2 separate regions of the Anas platyrhynchos genome follow, and region 2 is linked to region 1. The links are chromatin contacts, called in public Hi-C maps. All regions are on one chromosome and are shown on one strand. The core of a region is the stretch at or near the end of the contact, and the rest is flanking DNA. Distances in the headings are between cores, read along the strand shown.

Region 1 (2,700 bases), core at 169-2,668:
ATCAGTGCTGGTCTGTCTCAGATTCATTTAGGTCTACTTCCAGCACACACAGAGTGGTACATAGTTTGGGAACTACTACACAAACACTCAAAAATACTGCAGTTTCACATTGGTGGCATTGACTCTTCCTTGCTCTCACTCCCCATCGCTCTCCTCTGGGTTTGTGGGGATGAACTCGTTTTAGTAAGCGATAAGGCAGTGAGAGAAGGGCATAGGGAGATCGGTTGCCCCAGGGAAAAACTCTAAACCCTACAGATAGAAAGAGAAGGAAGCAGCATGCCAGAAAACAAGAAGATCTTTTAATACCCCTGAGTGTTTTGTCCAAGGCAATGGACAGCAGGAGGAAGGATGGGGTAGGGGAAAGCTTTGAGCCACAAACCCCATGCAAGTGATTTGTGAAGGACCAGTTGCAGTGCATTCATAATGCACTTGCCTGTTAGGTCTGAATAGCTTGATGCAGCAGACAAGCCTCATCAGGGAGCTGAATAACTTGCAATTTCACTCTGATGCTGAAAGGCAAGTTTGCACTGAGAGCATTTGCAAGAGGTTTCTGCTGTGGCTGTAAGGGTAACAGAGGGCAAGAGCTGCACCCCTGCAGCATTAGGTGCAGCTCGGTCACTTGGCTGCTGTGGCCAGAAGCTCCTACCATCTGAAGAGAAAATGTTACGATTTTTTTTGCCTTGGGAGGCAGGTGATTAAATGTGTGCCACTGGATGAAAGGCAGGGGATGCAGTACCAGGCTGGCTGTGCTGGGGCGCTGCTTCCCAGCAGAAACTCTGATGGTCCGAGGAAAAGGCATCTGTGCCTCCTTTCCTGTGCGAAGGAAAGCTGCCCGAGGGGCGCAAGGTTCCTGTGGTGCCTCTGAACTGAGGGTGAGCCTGGTGAGCCAGAGTGCTGGGAGGGGAGTAGAGAATGCTTTTACTTTGCATTTCATGAACAATCAAACACACTAAAATGATTAATTTCTTCACAAAAGGTGAGTGCTCAGGTCTGCAGTACAAGACAGCTGTTTTTTTTTCTTTTCTTTTTTTTTTTTTTTTTTTTTTTTCCCCAATGGGAGGACAACAAAGACTTTTCCCCAAGCAAGCATACACTGAGCAATGCCAGAGTACAAACTGATCTCTTGTTCTCTTCATTTCTAAGTCATAACGGATGTAACAGTGGATATCAAAGAAGTTTTACAGGTAATCTGACTACTGTGCATCCAGCACCAGTGGCTTGGTATCTGATTTCACAGGCCATAAATAATTGTGCATTTTCGGTGGAAAACCTACACATAGAGGTGACAAGTTACTTTGGTTTTGGTTTCTAAAGGATTTGTGGTTGAGCCTATTTCCTGACATTGATGGCCAGGCCTTACCTTCCTGCTCTTCAGGAGCCAGCTGGGCAGTACTCGGGCACAAAGAGATGTTTAGCAAATAATTGCACAAGGTCATTCGGTGCAACTTGTGAAATCCTGGTTTGGGGAAGTTTTCAGTGTGAGGCAGTTCGTATTCAATTGGTTTTCAATAGTGAAATCCCTTCAACTTGTGGACTGTAGAGCACTTCCAGAAGCAACAGAGGGAAACTGACCCTTAAGGAATGTTTGGAAAGGCTGCAAGAGCAAATTTCAGCCAACCTTGTCCCACTTTCCAGCTTGTAAGACCACTCATACAGAGCTGTGCCTGAGTCAGGAGAAGCAGTGACCAAGCAAACCTTCTTCTTATCCTGTACAGAGCAACATGATTGAGTAATGGAGGGCTTGCACAGTGTAGAGGAGGTAGCAAGGCTGATGCTGCTCTGTAGCAGCTGGCTTCCTTTTCTGCATTCCTGTTGGCCCTACAGCTTGACCAGTGCATCCTACCTCTTTTACCCTCCTTTAGCTACAACGGATGCAAAAAGATGTTGCTAGCAGAAGTCTAGTGGATCTTGATGCAACTAAATAAGCATGGGGCACTCAAGCTTCAGGTCCTGTTTCCTCTCATGCCTAAACAAAGATTACAGATCTTTGTTTAATCATTCCCTGGATGAAAACACACTGTAGCAATTATCCCTCTCAGCTCACTGAGTGCCTCTCCCTCCATGTCCAGCCGAAGAGAAATACCTGCTCTGGCTCCTTTGACACCGTGCAGGTGCTGAGAGTTGCAACACGCCTCAGAAGGCAGCACTGGACAGCTGGGCTCCCCTGATCGCATGGTTGCACCACAGAGAAGAGCAGCAGATGACATGAAGGAAGGGGGACTGCGACCCGGCAGGTCAGCAGCTCCATCACTCTGAGAGATGTCTCTGGGAGAAATGAATCACTTGAGGTCTGAAACCAGCAGAACGGGACTGGAAGCAGTACTTTATCTCAGGCAGGTGCCTAGACCAACAGGCTGTAAATTGGAGCATTTTCTGTCTCTCTTGGACTTCTCTGCCAGAGCTGCTCTTTGCCAATAAGGATTTAGTGGTCTGTTTTACCTTTCTGACCCCACAGTCCAGCAGAGCTGTCATGAGCTAGACTGCTGTCAGAGCCAGCACAGATCTTGCTCACAAAGCGACAGGAACAACCTGCTCCTTGCACAATGGCAGCACCCCCAGAGTAGGCCTCCTGTCTCAGTATCTTTTGATCTAGAAGTTTCCCTTCACTAATATAAAGAATTTGAGCTGAGGGTAAGAATTCAGATGTGTGTGGCCCAGGTCTGAGGGAAAACGGTACAGCGGATGCCCTAGGGAATGACC
Region 2 (2,707 bases), core at 171-2,670, 35 kb after region 1:
TTGGTTTGATCTACGTCCCCGTTTGCAAGCTGCATAGCCAAGAAAACCATCCACAGTTGAATCATAACAGCTTGAAGACTCCCTCCACAGATAAACCTCATGCCAAGTAGCAGAGCTTGTCTACAAACCAACCACCTTTGGTAACAAATCTGGTTTCTGTGCAGTTAGACAACACAGAAGTCACGGAGCCAGTAGTTTTACTGGCTAAACTGCTCACTAACTCTGACATTCCTGTTCCCCCTGAAGGTCTTGCAGTCACAGAAAGCTTGAACAAGGGTCCACACGTTCCCGTACATAATATCTGGAACATGCTCCCCTGAGTCTCATTCAAGCGTCAGGGTGTTCCCTCAGGAAAAACAGCAGTTGGATCCCATCCTAGAAGGCAACAGCACCGATTACTATCCTGCACTGAATTGCTAATCACTCATAGGTATTCCTTTAGCCACAGCCTCCACAACTTGTCTCACAACTGCACTTAGATGAGAACCAAGAAGGTCCTCCTGTCCCCCCTGTTTCTGGTCTGGTGGGCTGCTCAAATGTCCTCATTGCTTCCAGGACTGTTTAAGTGTTGGCTAAAGGATGCCTAACAAGCACTTCTGCAGCCACATAGGGGGTTTGCGTTGGTTTCTCCTGCAAAACTTTAGTCAACTCCAAGTCAAGTAAGCATGAGAAGACACCCCGAAAAGCCTTCAAGGCAGGACAACCAGCCTCATCTCAACCCCTCTCCTGAGAGGGACAGCACCCAGCAGCCCTGCTGATGCTCCCACAGCAGCTAGACTGTCACTCCACCACAGTTTTCCTGTGAGGAAAATAGCACAGCGGCTCCCACACCCCTTAACTTCAACTCCCACTGCGCTCCCAAACCTGACACCCTATTTCTAACCCAGCAGGAGCACTCGGGACGAGAAGGGGCAGCACGGAGCAGGCGAAGCACAGCCGCGGGGAGGGACCGCCGCCTCACCTCGGATCAAGTCATCCACGATGTACTGGTGGACGGGCAGCGCCTCTTCACCCTCCTCCTCCTCCTCCTCGTAGTCGGGGCTGGGCACAGCCTCCCCCTGGCGGCCCTCAGCCTCCCTCGGGCCGGGCTGGGTGCCGTTGGCCGCTGAGGCGGCGGCGAGGCGGGCTGTGAGGAGAGACGGCGCCGTCAGGGGGGCGCGCAGCCCGCCAACCCCCCCAAACCGCCTCATAACGGCCCCAACCGCCGCCCGCGAGGCGCCCTCACCGCCCTCCCCCGCACCTGCAAGCGCGGCCAGCGCGACGAACAACGCCAGGGCGCGCATCGGGGATCGCGGCGGCGAAGGGAGTGTCGGAGGAGACGGCGGCGACAGGGGAAGCGTGGCGACAGGTGGAGTGTCGCGACAGCCGGCGGCGCGCAGCGCTCCATGAGGAGCCGCCCGCCGCCGCCGCCCCTTTTATAGGCGGCTCCGTGACGTCTCTGGGCGGGGCCACAGGTGACGGGAGGGAGCCGTGAGGGGAGGGGGGGGGGCGGCGCACGCGCACCTTCACAGAGTCACACAGAATTTCTAGGTTGGAAGAGACCTCAAGATCATTGAGTCCAACCTCTGACCTAACACTAACAGTCCCCACTAAACCATATCCCTAAGCTCTACATCTAAATGTCTTTTAAAGACCTCCAGGGATGGTGACTCCACCACTTCCCTGGGCAGCCTGTTCCAGTGCCTCACAACCCTTTCAGTAAAGAAGGTTCTCCAGGCTGAACAAGCCCAGCTCCCTCAGCCGCTCCTCGTAGGACCTTGCTGAGCGCGCTCGGGGGGCTCGCGCCCGCCGTTAACGGTCGCTCCCCCCCCCAACGGTCGCGCTCCCGCCTCAACGGTCGCCCTGCGGGGAGCCCCCTCAGGGGGTCGGCGGCTCCCCCCCCCCCGGGCTCCGCGTCCCCCCCTCCCGATGCCGTGAGGCGGAGCGGGGTTGCCATGGCGAGCCCCGTACACACACACAGCGCGGCACGTTTATGGCGGGGCACGCCTCCGCTCTTTGCTCTGCCCCCCGCGCCTCGGAGGAAGCGGGTTGGCGTGTTTTGGGGGGCAGTAAAGGCGGTGATGGCCCTGCGTGTGGGGCCGTGGGTGGTGTGCTCGGGGAGCAGGACGTAAGTAATGACTGACGGAGTTGGGGCAAGGAGGGGGGCAGCCAGCCAGCCAGGGTGGGCGCTCACTCCTGGTGAAGGGCGCCTTGCTCTCCCGTGTCCCACACCGGCTTGCTTTTAGGGGATGAACCCCAGGGGAACAGGTTGTAGCGCACTGGTGTAGGGTGGGAACGCAGAAAAGCCCTACAGGGGTGTGAGGACAGCAGGTGGATGCCTCTTGGTGTCGGTCAGCACCACAAAGGCTCAGCGTGGAGCATCAGAGGGGGATGTATGGCCCCCAGGAGCTGCGAGATGGGAGCTCTCTGCATCAGGTTCCTCCTCACGGGGTGTCGTAAGAGCATCCCCAGTACTCGGCTATAAGGAGGAAGCAGAAGAGGGTGGGATGGCCGTGAGAGTCAGACAAAGCTCTGCTCTTCTAATTGGGATGCTCTGGAATGCCATTTGCAGCTCAGGGAGCTGCCAGAGCCTTTGTTTAACCTAGCTGGGATCAAAGTTGCTCGGTTATTAAGTCTTCTCCCCTCTTCTCTGCAGGCCAAAGGAGGACACACAGCTCCTGGGGCTCTGTTTGGCTCTCAGGCTCATGCCAGCTCCGCGCCGAGCACT

Evidence for each region. A called contact is a pair of places that touch in the nucleus more often than the background predicts.
Region 2: a contact with region 1 is called in a Hi-C map of liver, with 2.5 times the contacts expected there. The contact joins the promoter of AREG here to the enhancer-like site in region 1. A contact is called at or near these places in 2 of 8 Hi-C or Micro-C datasets (liver and skeletal muscle).

Annotation. Positions count from the first base shown.
Region 1 is chr4:49,860,988-49,863,687 of IASCAAS_PekinDuck_T2T, forward strand. The region is part of intron 1 of LOC106014940 (a long non-coding RNA gene); the gene reads right to left. Among named protein-coding and RNA genes, the nearest start is that of AREG, 35 kb to the right of the region's middle. Within about 2 kb of position 1,419, at least 1 of the 8 cell types and tissues checked has an H3K27ac peak or open chromatin away from gene starts, as enhancers often do.
Region 2 is chr4:49,895,629-49,898,335 of IASCAAS_PekinDuck_T2T, forward strand. It overlaps AREG (amphiregulin), which reads right to left and starts at 1,421. Exons shown (of 6, transcript XM_027457006.3): 1 at 1,241-1,421; 2 at 962-1,126. The coding sequence starts at 1,283.